Regions from separate parts of the Mus musculus genome. Here region 2 is linked to region 1. A link is a contact called in public ChIA-PET data. All regions are on one chromosome and are shown on one strand. The core of a region is the stretch at or near the end of the contact, and the rest is flanking DNA. Distances in the headings are between cores, read along the strand shown. Region 1 overlaps Il20rb (interleukin 20 receptor beta). Region 2 holds the start of Msl2 (MSL complex subunit 2).

Region 1 (7,111 bases), core at 3,765-6,264:
GATCTTGTGTGTTCTTGTGAGTGATGACAGTTATTTCTTTTTGTTCGGTTGGTTGGTTTTGTTTTATTTTGTTTTGTTTTTGTTTTGTTTTGTTTTCCAGACAGGGTTAAAGACGCGGGCCAGGACACCTGGCCTGAGATGACAGTGTTTGTTTGTTTGTTTGTTTGTTTTGTTTTGTTTTGTTTTTGAGACAGGGTTTCTCTGTATAGCCTTGGCTGTCCTGGAACTCACTCTGTAGACCAGGCTGGCCTCAAACTCAGAAATCCACCTGTCTTTGCCCCCCCCCCCCAAGGTGTTGGGATTAAAGGCGTGCGCCACCACTGCCCAGCAAGATGACAGTATTTGTAATCACAGTGGCATTCTGGCTGCGCACTGTTCCTAGAGAATCCCAAATTGTCCCCTGAAATCAATTACGGAGCCCCCAAAGTCCCGACTCAGCATTCTCTAGGAGCTTTATTTATGATCTCAAAGTAAACTTAAAAGTATCCTTGAACTTTGGACAAATTGATCTGGGGTGGGGGGCCTTGTGCAGCTGCGGCTGCAGGCACGACCTTAGGATGAGCAAGTATGAAAAACTTGCTGAAGGTCCCTAGGCAATCTCGAGGCCTGTAGTGTGTGGTAGGTGAGCAGTTCAGGTAGCAGAGTAAAGGTAAGAGCTACCTCGTGCTATTTCGGGTCCCTGGAGGGCTTCTGTTCAGGTTCTCTTCTGTGTGGATCAGTTTCCGGCCTCTCCCAGGGCTGCCGATTGCTCGCTAAGGGATGCAAGGAGTGAACATTGCATCTTCTTTGTGAGCCTCCCACTCTGGCAAGGAATCACCAGGGTCCCAGGAGCCGGAAAACCAAAACCAAACCTACAGTTTGGGTCAACAGGGATGTTGCTCTGACTTCACCAACTATGCACAATGCTTTAGATTGAATGATCGGGGGGGGGGGGGGGGGTGGACGACTGGGATAAAGGTGAGTGGCTTGCAGAGTAGAGCAGAGGCAGAGAAAAGGGACCACTGGGCACATGCTCTGGTGTCAGTGAATGCAGAGAGAGAGGACATGGTGGCAGCTAAACTTGCAAGTGACAATGGAGAAACTCTATGTTCCGGTCTAAGCCTGGGGACTTTCTCCAACTGAGCCTTGGTTCCAGGAAAACTAGCCTGGGCTTTTCCCTTTCTCTCATCGGGAAGCCCACGGAGCTTCCTCTCTAGTGGGAACAAATGGATTTTTTTTTTCAGAATTCGCCACAAGGTGGCACCAGACACCGGTAGACGCAATGAAGTCGCTTCCCGCCGGGTGGGCGGTAGAATTGGGCCACCGGATCAGGTCAGGCCGGATTCAAAGGAAAAAGATCCGCATCCCCAGAAAAGTCACACAGGCCAAAGAAGGAAATAGGCCCACGGAAAACAAGACGCCTATTTTAAAGAGAAAGGGAGGAGTATCACAGAGGAGAGATATCATCGGCATTGCAACTCCTCAGTAAAACGGAAAGTTTCGCAAGAAACCTTGACTAGACAGTAAAGTGCGGGAAACGGGCGCTTGACGTGACAGGGGACAGTAACGTGTGGGAAGCAATCGATGGAGAGCCCAGAGAGGCAATTACAGGCCTGCAGGTGGATGCAAGTGGTGTCTGGAGACAGGGACTGGTGGAGGAGAAATCGGCCTGTGACTGACCTCTTGGCAATTGCTGGCATTTTCCAATGATAAAACGAGTGTGTCAATAAGCCCAACACAAATGAGTACTGTGAGCGATGACACAGTAAGGAAGCCGCCAAACTGGCCGCTCCACGATTGGGGGAAGATTTTATTGTGAATGGGGCAGGGGGGCAAGGGGGCGGGGTGGGGGGCCCAGAGACAGAGAGACAGAGACAGAGACAGAGAGAACATCCAGAGGCACCTGGAAGAGTCCAGAGCAGAGGGAGAAATAAGCAGATTGGACATGGCCAGCACTATTGGGAGCAGAGAGAAAGGTGTGTGTGTGTGTGTGTGTGTGTGTGTGTGTGTGTGTGTGTGTGTGTGTGTCATAGAATAGTCTTGAGACTAGCCAGAGTAGCAAGGAGTATGGTATAGAATAGCATACGAGGGAAAGGGGAAAAAGTCTTATAGAGAGCTGGCTGGTTTCTGGGAGGAAGGAAGCCTGTGAATGGAGGCAGCCTGGGAGTTAGCAAAGTGGGGGAGGAGTGGCAAGGGCCAGGGTGCTAACCTGGGCTTTGGGGTGTAAGTAGGGTCTGAGGAAACCTGGAGGCCAGCATAGACTTTGATCTGCAGCCATGGGTATGTATCAATGGACAGCCACATGTCCCCTCTGCCAGAGGCAAGGGACACGACTCCTTTTGGCAGAGGGAATCCCATTTCACAAGTTCCTGAGGAAAGCTGGCTTTTATCTAACCACCAATAATCCTCCTATAGTCTTCCTTGAGCTGAGCCAAGTCTGTCAGGGTGTTTGTTTTTTGTTTTGTTTGACATAGATACTTTCCAAGACCTGACAAGTTAGCAGCAGAAATACATACTGTTGCTCTCTTTCAAATTTTTACTTTTGTATGTGTGTGGAGGGTGTGTGCATGTGTGTGTGTGTGTGTGTGTGTGTGTGTGTGTGTGTGTGTTGTGCCACTGTGCGGACGCCAGGGAACCCCTTTGTGGCATTTGCTCCCTCCTGCCCCTTCTGTGGTTTCCAGGCGTGGGTTGAGCCCAGGTCTCCAGGCCTGCTCTGCCAACGCCTTTAGCCATCTGAGCCACCTCACTGGACTTAATTCATCTTGAGAATTAGTTTGTCCCATCGTCTTCTTGGTTATCCCTATGGGCTGATGATTTCAGGTAGATTTTTATTGACGGATAGCCTTTCTCCTCGGCGTGCTCAACTCTGCCCCACCTGTGGCCAGGAGAGACTCCTTTTAGACTGGTTATGTAAAGTTTTGACTGACCCAATTGTTCAAAACTTGGTTTTCTGATGGAGCAAGGAGTAAATGTTCTAGAATTCCCACAAGCCTTTCCCTTCCAGACCAGACACAGAATTAGCTATTGTTCTACGAAAACCTTGACTTCTTGGAGGATAAACAACGTTGAGAACCAAAATGACGTCATCGGTGTGCATTGTGGAGGGGTTTGATTCTACCCTGCCACTTCAACAGGAAAAAGCAAAAGCACTTTTTTTTTTTAACACCAAACTATGGGTTTCAAATGGTGTGACTTCCAACTTCAGGTGGCACAAAAGACTTGTGCATTTTATGCAGGCGTGACTCCACATTATCCATTGTTTAATTTTGTCTTAGGGTTTCTATTACTGGGAAGAAGAAAAAAAAAAAAACCACCATGACCAAAAGTAACTTGGGAAAGAAAGGGTTTATTTTGCTTACACTTCCAATCCATCAGAGAGGGAAGTCAGAGTGGGAACTCCAGCAGGGAAGGAACCCATAGACAGTTGCTGACACAGAGGCCATTGGCCTTGCTCAGCCTGTCTATCTTATGGATCCCAGAAAGACCAGTCCAGGGACTGCATTGTCCATAGTGAGTTGGGCCCTTCCCCATCATTCACTACTTAAGAAAATGTCCTGCAGGCTTGCCTACAACCCAGTCTTGTGGAGGCATTTTCTTAACTGAAGTTCCCTCCTCCCAGGTGACTCTGGTTTGTCTTAAGTTGACTCCTCTCAGATGACTCTAGCCTATCTTAAGTTGACATTAACCCTGGCCATCAAAGATCTGGTTCTAACAACACACTGTTCCTATGCAAACTTTGACGTCCACAATTGACCCTCCGCAGTTTTGATGCCCAAAGTCAGGTTCTTTCAGAATAAAGAGTATTCATTTGCTTCATCTGATAGCTTAGGAAAATAACTTTTTAAAGAACTATCAATAGAAACAGTACAAACACTGAATAAATTTTGTTTTAGACAGCATACCCCTGAGGATTTGTTGCCAAGTTACTGTGACTCAAATCACACATAATCTCTCACACCAGGGGCTACATGGGGACAGAAGTGTGGGTTCCGGTGTTGGTGTTCATTTTCATCTTTAGAGGGCTGTGACCTGCCCTGGGCCAATTTTATTCTCTATCTTTTCACTTTTTCTTAAGGCTTATTATAAACTCTCGGTATACTAATAATTCGCTTACTAGTAATATCGTATTGTTTAATCATCTCCCTATTGTTCATTGAAATCCAAGCTCCATGAAGCGGGACTTTGTTTTGGGATGATGCTAAGTGTTCTGTGAAGGCACAAGTAGAGAATCTGGGTCTGTGGGAAGCAAGGGCCACATCAATTAACATAATCAAGACAATCCCCCACAGACCTGAGCTCAGGCCAACCCGATCTAGACAGTCCCTCACTCAGAATCTTCCTGCCTGATTCTAGATAGCATCAAGCTGACAATTAGAACTGTTACACAGACAGAGAGAGGAAAGAGGGTTCTAAGAGAGTAAACCAGCTCTGAGGAGGTAGCTATCCCCCCATCAGGAGCAGGCTCTGTTTCTGATGTTCGGGTGGGGTCCAATATCCACATGTTGGGAACCTTAAGAGACAACAGAATAATTGAGAGAGGTCTTTATGTAGCTACAGAGGCCAGCAAAACCAGGGAGCATCCCATGAGAAACTGTAACAGAGGAAGGCTCGGGGTAATTCTTTATTCTGAGCTTAGGTAACAGAGGAATGAAGTCCCTGGGGTGAGGGAGCAGAGAAGAGAGGGGAGAAAAGATGAAGGTTAATGTAAGTATGCAATTTTTAATTCTGTAAACAGCACATTTCCAGACCAGTTGAAATATAACATTTAACACACGCTTCACAAAAGAGTCAAGGCAGAAATATACAGAACAGGACAAAGGCAGGGAGCCTCAGCCCACACCCCTACATATCTGCCCACACCCCTACATATCTCTCCTGGAGTCCCCAAAGTAGAGATGAGGCCGTTGGCATCTGTGCTGAAGACGGACTGGAAGCACCTGGTTGAAACCGTTACACTGTCTCTACCCTTGTCTGGCTGGTGAAGCCCAGGAAGTTGGGGCAGAGACAAGCCAGCTCCAGGTTCCAGAGGGGGAGGTGGTGGTGAGCCTGACTCTGCAGAGAGAGATGAAGCCACCTCCTTTCATCCTCCTCTGACTGAAGCTGTCCTCCACCCCTCCCTCGCTGCCTGGAGGTAGTGATGGTTATGCCTCTAGTCAGGGGTTCCTGATGAGTACCTGAGAGCGACTGAGAAACCCTGAGTGAATTGTCCTTAGGAAGAGAGCTGGTGTGATTTACTGTGGACAAGGTCCTAGGATCTGATGACATTTCATGAACCCACAGCAGCATCCGCGCATGTCCCATCATGGACGGGCTACGGCCTCTCTCGATGTCACCCTCAGCAGAGCGTGCTGACAGGATTTGGCTTGAAGTGAAACAGCCCTCCCATTCTTCCGTCCCTCCTCGGGTTTCCTCTTGTAAAGAGGGAAGTCCAAACCAACAGTGGTCTGAGTTTGATTTGACAAAAGGAGGTTTATTACTCTTGGTTGTTCGGTTGTTTACTTCAGATGGGGTTTCACCGTGTCGTCTAGGCTGTGATTTTCTCTCCCGCTCCTCCAAAGTGCTGAGATTTTGCACCCGGCTGAGTACTCTGATCATTCTTAGCACACGCGTATGCCCCACAGTCCGCATGATCTGAACTCACCGTTGTGCACAGTGCCACCAGTCTCCTTGCCAACCTGCAAGTGCGAGTTTGTATACACACAGAGATGAGGGGAGAAACCATTTAATCCCCACTACAGGTGACAAAGCGGGGGTCCGAGGTATGAAGCCATTTTCTCCACTGTTTTTCAGTGAGCGTATGGTAACTGTGTGTCTGGGGATCACCTCTCTAGACTATTTCTGTCACTCTTGGATGGTCACGCCACTCTGCCTCTGACGGTCACTGCTAGACGTGCACACAGTAGGCTCCTGTTACTTCTCTTTGTCTTTTGTCCACAGAGGAAAACAGAAACACAACCCACCCCATCCAGGGTTCTGGGTCCTGCAGACCAGGCTGTTAATCCATCAGGTCCTTCTCAAGTCTGTGAGATCCAGACCCCAAAGAGATGCTCCGAGGACAGCACAGCCACAGCACAGGCGTCCACCTCCTCCTTCCTGCAGCTGATCAGCTTCTGAGACGAACTGGTTATTTTCTAAAAAATCATTTTCATAAAAATTATTCATTAGACATTGCTTGAGTGGTGGTAGCAACAAAGACTATTGTATAAATCCCTACTATTTAACTTCCTTTTCAAGCACATGTGTGCACTTTCATGAATGTGTGCATATGTGTATATGCATGTGTGCACGTGTGTGTGTCATGTGTATGTGCATGTATGTGTTCATGTGTGCATGTGTGCTTGTGTGTGTTTCTGTGTTTTCACATGTGTAGGTGGATACATGTGCTCTTATGTTCAGGCCCTAGATGGCATTCTAAGTTTTCCTTGATCCCTTGTTCAGCATTTATATAGGTTCTGGGGACCCTAACTCTGATCTTCACATTAGGGGCCTGTCTACAAAAGGCACTTTAAACTTGAACACAGAAGTTTATAAAGGATATACCATATAAGCAACAAACAAAAAGAATTGAATATTATCAAAAATAAAAAGAAACCCATCATAATGCTGAAAGGTTTAGTTAAGAAGATCCAGCAATCAGAAATGTGTACACACTCAAATGCATGAAAATTTTCTGAGTGTGGTGGCACACGCCGTTAATCTCAGCACTTGGGAGGCAGAGGCAGGCAGATTTCTGAGTTCGAGGCCAGCCTGGTCTACAAAGTGAGTTCCAGGACAACCAGAGCTACATAGTGAGACCCTATCTCGAAAAATAAAAAAGCAAAAGTGCATGGAAAGTTGACGAACAGGAAGAAACCGAGGTAGCTACACTCATAGATAGATTCGTTATCGTGTTCTCGCAATCAAGTAGCAGACAGAAGTCGGGGCAAACTCAGTGATCTGAATCAACCCATGAGCGTCCTCACAAGAGCCCTGGTGCTCGGCTCTGCTACTGCTACTGCCTGCTAACACTGTTATGACTACTTGGAAATGACCGAGACAGGAGAGCTGGGTGGAGGGCAACCTGAAGACCTGGTTAAAGGGGGAGTTATTCCTCTTGTCAGGTCTCTTGTAGAGACCTAAAAGCAAGCCACAC
Region 2 (7,731 bases), core at 3,828-6,327, 620 kb after region 1:
AGTGTTTTTAACCGCTGAGCCATCTCTCCATCCCAAAAAGTTATTTTTGTTTTGTTTTTTGTTTTTTGAGACAGGGTTTCTCTGTATAGCCTTGCCTGTCCTGGAACTCACTTTGTAAACCAGGCTGGCCTCGAACTCAGAAATCTGCCGCCTCTGGCTCCCAAGTACTGGGATTAAAGGCGTGCACCACCATTACCTGGCAAAAAGTTATTTTTATGTGTATGAATGTTTTGTTTACAATTATGTCTGGATACCATGTGCTTGTAGTACCTATGGAGGCCAGAAGAGGGCTCCAGATTTCCCTGGAGCTGTCATGTGGGTGCTGGGAACTGAATTGGAGTCCTTTGTGAAGGCTAAGAAGTATAACTATCTTACTAGTAAAGACAACATTTATTTAACAGTGACATGTATCTGTGCTACTTTGACATATGGCTATTAAGTATCATATAGACTATTTGGACTTAACAATGTAATACATTGTTTCAACATAACACATTGTTTCGAAGGTAATACAATGTTTCGGTGTAATACAATGTTTCAATGGAATGAATTCTTTCAATGCGATATATTGTTTCTTTACACTTGAGGTTCTGTGAAAGGACAGAAAGACTGAAATTACCAGGAACCAACCACCAGGTAGTAGAGGCACATGACTGTGACCCTAGCACTTGGGGGTGGGGGATGGAGGACCTGGAGCTCAAGGTTATCCTCAGCTACATTTCCAGGCCAGCCAGTAAAACCTGCCACGAGACAAGAATCTTTAGGAAAATCTAACATTATAATGAATTAGGAGCAGTAGAACTGTTGATTCTGAGGCTTTTCCTCCTCCTCCTCCTCCTCCTCCTCCTCCTCCTCCTTCTTTTTTCTGAGACAGGGTTTCTCTGTCTAGCCCTGGCTGTCGTGGAACTCGCTTTGTAGACCAGGCTGACCTTGAACTCAGAAATCTGCCTTCCTCTGCCTCCCGAGTGCTGGGATTAACAGTTTGTGGCGCCACCACGCCTGGCTTTTTTTTTTTTTTTTTTTTTTTTTTAAAGTACAACTTCCATTTTATTTTTCCAGGGTAGTTTTCCTTCTGCCCTTACAAAACCACCTCTTTACATGGGTTTTGGTGGAGGTCGCGGTGCAGGTCTGAATCGTGGTGGGAGTGTCGGGTCCTTCCCGGCTTCACGGGATTGATTCCTGACGACCTTGCTAGGGATGGCGTAGCTCACGAAATAATGCAGCTTGATGTAGGGTTTGGGAAGTACATAGGCATCGAAGACATTTGCTTCAGATAGGTCTCTGACAGCAGTGTCTTCTACAATGTTCCGAATGACAAACTTCTTAATGGCCTTATCCTTGGGCACGCAGTTCGTGCAGCAAATTGGCTGCACATGCCACGGCCCTTTTTGGCACAACCATTGTTTCTTCTTTCTTTTTCTTTTTTTTTTTTTTTTTGGTCATCTTGGAGCCAAGACTCGAAAGAGGGGCTTTTCCATCTTTATAAGCTATGAATATTGCCAGTTGACCTTAAGAAATATTGTATCAATTTATAACCCCATTAGCAGGACTATTAGAATGCTGACCCTGGAGTCTCTGCATGCCTGTAATACCAATATTCAGAGCCTGAGGAGGACCCAGGATTTGAGGTCAGCCCGGGTTACCAAATTAGACCCAGTCATCAAAAAAAGTCAACATACCTTAGGTTGCCAGATAAAATGCAGAATGCTGTTGAATCTCAATTTCAGATAAACAGTGAATACTAAACAGCCTGCACTGAAGATTGTCGGAGAAGATGAAAATCTACTTGGATGCCAAGAGGAAGCCAAGGAGACAGTGTGTCTAAATTAATGTGGTCTCCTGGAACAGAAAGAGGGTCTTAGAAGAAATTTAAATGTGAATGTCGATGTGAATATGAATCAGAAACACCTTTCTGGGCTCATGTTTTGAATACTTGTTTCCCAGATGGTCTGCCCATTTTGGGGGTCATTAAGGAACTGAGACCTAGCTGGTAGAAGCAGGGCATTCAATGTAAATTTTTGGATGTTAGACTCCGTCCCTTGTTCCTGAAGCCCTGTTTCCTGGCTTATGTGGTATGAACAGCCTGCATGTGGGGACCCCGTCTCCCCCACTAAGATGAACTGAAACCCTCTGAAACCATGAGTGAAATAAATCTTGTTTCTTTTTGGAACTGTGGTCACAGCTGTGTGAAAGTAACTCAGGCAAAAATATGGGTTTTAGTTATTGCTATCATAGTGATTCATTAAATGTGAGAAATATACCACATAGATAGATATATGATGCTAATTATAGTGTAGAATATACAACCTTCTCTGAAATAATGTTGTAAATCACAAACTACTTATTGTAAAATAGAGCATTTATTCAGATAACTGGCAGTTTTACACCCAGGCTGTATACATTGGCTGTCAAGTAATCACTTGCAAGACATTAACCGGATTTCCCCCTAAAATGGCTAATATATAAAAAGATCTTAGGTGGGCACTCTTTTTTTTTTTTTTTCCGAGACAGGGTTTCTCTGTATAGCCTGTCCTGGAACTCACTCTGTAGACCAGGCTGGCCTCAAACTCAGAAATCTGCCTGCTTCGGCCTCCCAAGTGCTGGGATTAAAGGTGTGTGCCACCACGCCCGGCTAGGTGGGCACTCTTAATGGGCTTGACCTTTATGTGATTTTCCCCCTAAATATTTAGGTTAAGCAATTCATTTTCTATAAACAATCCATTTGATTCCTGTTCAAGCGAGGCTCAAGCAGGCTAATAAAAGAAAGGGGTACAGTTCAAGTTGATGTGCTCGTTAGTGCCATAATCTATTACCAGTTGCAACCAATTCAGAAGCTGAAAAAAGAATGGATTTAACTCTGACTCACACAGACCATCAATAGAATTAATCTTAAATTGGGGTGTGCAACTCCCAAAGATTTTAAAAATCTAGTTACAGGGGGAAAAAAATGCCTGCAAGTAGTCTGTTTCCCAGGGTGACGACTCATCTATGCTGCCTGCCTGGATGTAAGCAGTCCTGGGCTTTTATCCTTCAAGTTTCTCCTTTGGAGGAGAGCAACCTGCGTGCAGTGGAAGAAGACCTAAGAGGAACCTGGAATAAAAATAGATCTGTATAACGGTTTTGTTTGGAAGTGACCTTAGAAAATAGCTATCATAAAGAGAAAATGGCAGATGGAGCCTTTAAAATGAGCTAATTTTAGAATACATATCGTTTCCCACGTGTGACTACTAAATACATCCTCCACAGCTTACTCTGCTGATATATAAAATTAAGAAGTTGGATTCTTACTGGTACTGTATGTTAGGCTTTACTAAAAGAAAAACAAAAAAACAGAATCTGTCTTCAAGTCGTAAGATTGTTTGTGTTTCCTTGATAACTTATGGGCCAGTCCCTAAAATTAGCATTTTGGTATACCATAAGCACACATATGTAAAAGGTTTGCACACCTCATAAGCTTCACTTTGTGAACGTGTACAGCGTTAGTATGTGCAAAAAATATCATGTCGGAAGAGCAGTTTCTATTTGTGCTACCCAAAAACGGGTTTGTATTTTGAGAGGGGAGAATCACGCTGTTAGGCTTTATTTATATCCAAGTGTCCTCAGCCTTCTGCAAAAAAGGCAAAAGCTTTGTGTGTGCGTGTGTGTGTTTTAATGCAGAACAACGAAGGACTCAGACACTTTCGGACTCTACAGAACCAGAGCATACATCGCGGGCTGTGTCCACGCACAAGGGCAGGCTCGCTGGGGACCTAGAGGAGTGGCTTTCAAACTTGTGGGCCAGCGCCTAGTCCACGGCCCGCCACGCGCTAGGTTCCGGGAGGAGGCCGGCGAGGCCGGGGCTGGGCTGCCATCCTCCCACTGGGGTCAACTCCGGTCCCCGAACACCCTCCCCCCACCTCCGCCCCACGGCGCGACGCGGGCAGCCCACGCGAGGGGAGACCGTGCCCGCTACCCCAATTCACCACAACCCACACGCCTGGGAGACCGGATTGGAGAGCACGTGGGGGAGGGGCGGAGAGCGCGTCCGGCTCGAAACCGAGCATGCTCCGTGCACGGAACCGTAAGTGGCGAGCCAGACATGCGCAGTGAGCTCGGGGTGTGCTGGCGGCGGGGCAGGGCGGGGCTGGCGTGAGCGGGCTAATGTGTTTATCCGGTTTTCTGGGTGGGCGGTCAAAGCGCACGCGTAAGGGCGAAAGGCGGTAGGGTCGGGGTGGGTGTGTTGGGGGGGTTTGTGCATGCGCAGTGAAGCCGGCAGCGCGGGGAGGGTGTGGAGGGGGCTTTTAGAGGAGAAGCAGGGGAAAAGGGAAGCGGAGGGAGAGGAAGGGCGGGGGGTGGGGGTGGGGAGGGGGGGTGAGAGCGCGCTGTGCGCATGCGTACAAGGGCTAGCGACGACGGCGGCGGGGGAGGCTCGGGGATGACAGTGTCTTTGCCCGTTGGGGTAACGGTCGTCGTTACCGGCCGGGCCTGAGGCGCCGCACCATCTACTGCGGCCGGAGTAGCCCCGGCCCAACGGAGCTAGAGCGGCGCGAGAAGAAGCGTGAGGGCGGCCAGGCGCGAGGGAGGGGCCTGCAGCGGGCCTGGTCGTGCGCGCTGGGTGGCGGCGGCGGCGGCCTGGCGGGGTGAGCTCGCTTAAACCGCGGCTGGGCAGGCAGGCGGCGGCGGCGGCGGCGGCGGCGGCGGCGCAGCACCGTGGCAGTCGCGCTTGGAGGAGTCGTCCGTGCCGTGCCGAAAAGATGGCCGGGCTGTGAGGGGGCGGCGCTTGCGCTGGTGACCCCAAGTGTGCGGCTGAGAAGCGGAGGGGCGCCGCCGTCGCCGCCTGCCTGCCTGCCTGCCTGCCTGCCTGCCGGGCCTGCTCCCCGCCCCCTCCCGCCGCCGGGCCCCGCGCGCACTTCCTCCCGGGCCTCCCTTTCGGGCGGGGGCCTCCCTCCCGCCCGCCTGCCGCGCCAGGCGCAGCGTGGGCCCCGCGTCCGGCATGGCGAGAACGGCAGCGGCGCGCTCCCGCCGCAGTAGCAGCAGCAGCAGTAGCAGCCACAGCAGCAACAGCAACCTCCGCCGCCGCGGCTGCTGGCACTAGACCCGGGAATCCGACGCCTGCGCCGTAGTCCCCACCGTCCCGCTGCCTCCGCGACGTCGCTGCGATGGAGTAAGGGCCCCGCCGTCGGAAGAGAAACGTGTGGACCGCTTGGACCCCACCGGGCCCGCTCCCGTGCGCGCCAGCTCCACCCGGAGGTGCCTCCGCGGCCGGACATGCTGCTCGAGCGCAGGCCGCCCGCCGAGCCGCGGGGCTAGAGCGAACCCGGAGCCCGTCCGGAGCACCCAGCCGCGGCCGTGTCGGACGAACTCGATCGCTGATTTCGCTTGTCTCTCTTTGGTCTGCAAGTCTCAGGGACAGAGGAGGGGCGCCGAGGCCCCCATGTGTGGGAGGATTGCTTCAGCTTCACAAACTTGCACGGATTTTGGTTGCTGCTTTGGCCAGGGGTTCTGCTCAGATTTCTTCCGAATTGTTTTAAATTCGCCATTGTTCCCTGGCTGCTTACAAACTTGGATCCGGAATTTCTTTTCAACCGGGAGCCATTGGTGTCGAAGTGTCTGCAATGAACCCGGTGAATGCTACTGCTCTCTACATTTCCGCGAGCCGCCTAGTGCTCAACTACGACCCCGGAGACCCCAAGGCGTTTACAGAGATTAACAGGCTCTTGCCTTACTTCCGACAGTCCCTCTCGTGCTGTGTTTGCGGTGAGACGCTTCTTTATTGTTCCCCTTTCCCTGCTTGTTTTCTAAAGTTCCTTTGGCAGTAGTAACGTGAACGGTTGGCCGGCCGGTAGTTCGTCTTAAGGGGTGGTACTGTGCAGTAGTACACGGTCGTTAGTTTTGAAAGTCGCCCAGGGACTTTTGCCCGGCGTTTCAGAAAGGCCGAGAGCCTTTTTCAGCCACCTTTGTACGGAGGCTTTAACGTTCAAAATGGTTTTATTTCGCTTTGACACATCTTTCTGGTGTTTTATTTTTTTAAAATACATTTTAAAAAATTCTTCGACGGCTTCACACGTATAGCGGTGATGTCTTAAATGGGGTTGAAATGCCAGCGGCATGCTGCCTTCTTTTTAAAACCTCTGCTGCGGGAACTGATTGAATACCATTGTCATTAAATGTGGTCAAACATTGTTAAGAAATATGCACTGCACTCGTGTTTTGCAGAGGGTGGATGGTATAATCTTGATGCACCTCCAGCCAGAGACCTCAGTGCCCCAGGTTCTACAACAGATGGTTTGAAGGTTAGCACTGACCTAATGAAGCTGATGGTACTTTTTAGTTGGTGAGATCTTTTTACAGACTAGATTTTCTGTAGTTTTAATGTCAGGTGGCCTGGCAGAGTCGCATTGTTTATTTACTTGCTTATTTAAGACAGGTTCCTACTATGTAGCTTAGGCGGACTTCGAACTAGTGGTCTTAGTGTCTCAGTCTCTTGAATGCCGGTATTTCAGGCATGCACAGCCATGTCCCGTTTCAGAGGATTATTTTAAGATTTTTTTCAAAGGGTATTAGCCCCTGTCGGTTACAATACTTAATCAATCGTAAGAGATGAGTGAAAATATTGTCTAACTGGAAAGTGTTTAAAGGGTGATGACTCGTGTTAACTGGGCACAAATAGTATTTGACACTCAGAAAACCAGAACGATTATCCTCTGTCCCTCTTGAGATGGTATAAGTCCTCCGCCTATTAGAAAACGAGACGTTTAATAGAAATGAGAGCAACAAGGAAGTACTGATGATGTTCTCCACTTACTGTGTTGGAGGCTTTGTTAACCCAGACTCTCTGTTCAGTCACAATTTAGACATTGAGGCCCTTGAAGTGGAGATAGTAATGGCTGAGCCATAGAAATGGTATTCAGGATTCATCCATCATTTTTGTATAGCTCAGGGCCGGACTCTGAGGGGTGCCAAAAGGGTGGAGATTGGGTTTTTCCTGGTTAGGTACTTAATTTCGTAAGCGTTTAAGCAACCAAGTGATTAAGCACTTGCCTTGACGACTAACACACAGTACTTACAGGGAAGCAGTCGCTCAGAGCAGATGACTAAACCGCTGCCTTAGGCCTCAGCGTCTTGGTGTGTGAAGTGAGGGCTTTAGGGCTAGGTGCTGTTAGTTTGCTTTCAGTTTAGATAAAGCCAAGGGGAGTGGACTGAGAATTTGCTTGGTTTAATGGTATTCTCTCTTGCAGTCTCATTTTTAATTTTTTAGTGGCGCTGGTCATCAAAATCAGGGCCCTGCCTCTGAGTTCACTTACAGAGCGTGTAAGCTTGAGGCTCTGGTGTGGCCCAACTTCTCCCTGACATGCCTCCCCCTTTGTTTTTGAGGAGGATCAGTAGGTTTGTTGAAGTGGTAAAGTAGGGGACAGACAGGTCAGTAAGGTCATGGCCATATTATTCTGTAGACAGTTGTACTTAGTAAAGGCATTTTCAGCTAACACTTGAAAATATGTTAACCCTCTTTACCAGATGGGCAGGTCTTAGCTCTGCTAGAAAATGGTGATTGTGGACGGTGCTTGGAACTTGAAAACCTTTGCTTTTTGCATCGCTGAGTGGGCAGCCCAGGGCTTTCAAGGGCCAGATAAGCATCCTGCTCTACACTATATTCTATCTCTCTCTCTCTCTCTCTCTTTCTTTTATTTTTCCGAGACATGTCTCACTACATATACTAGGCTGACTTCAAACTGATGAAGATCCTGCCTCAGT

Evidence for each region. ChIA-PET counts read pairs in DNA pulled down with a chosen protein or histone mark.
Region 2: a contact with region 1 is called in an RNA polymerase II ChIA-PET map of memory CD8 T cells, with 198 read pairs. The contact joins the promoter of Msl2 here to the enhancer-like site in region 1. A contact is called at or near these places in 16 of 39 promoter capture datasets (the 3T3-L1 cell line, 3T3-L1-derived adipocytes, the C10 cell line and 11 more), 1 of 15 datasets of contacts at CTCF or cohesin (pro-B cells), 12 of 484 Hi-C or Micro-C datasets (CD4 T cells, CD8 T cells, CD8 central memory T cells and 6 more), 32 of 115 datasets of contacts at active chromatin or transcription factors (the 230-238 cell line, T-cell acute lymphoblastic leukemia, Th17 cells and 23 more) and 2 of 9 other capture datasets (adipose tissue and liver).

Annotation. Positions count from the first base shown.
Region 1 is chr9:100,453,132-100,460,242 of GRCm38.p6, forward strand. It overlaps Il20rb (interleukin 20 receptor beta), which reads right to left. Exons shown (of 7, transcript NM_001033543.3): 7 at 4,588-6,110. The coding sequence ends at 5,994. Among named protein-coding and RNA genes, the nearest start is that of Gm28166, 6.7 kb to the left of the region's middle. Within about 2 kb of position 5,015, at least 38 of the 459 cell types and tissues checked have an H3K27ac peak or open chromatin away from gene starts, as enhancers often do. A contact at or near this core is called in CD8 central memory T cells, T-cell acute lymphoblastic leukemia, Th1 cells and 2 more, where this site is marked.
Region 2 is chr9:101,069,685-101,077,415 of GRCm38.p6, forward strand. Msl2 (MSL complex subunit 2) reads left to right here and starts at 5,078. Exons shown (of 2, transcript NM_001100451.2): 1 at 5,078-5,736. The coding sequence starts at 5,595. It also overlaps the pseudogene Gm46140.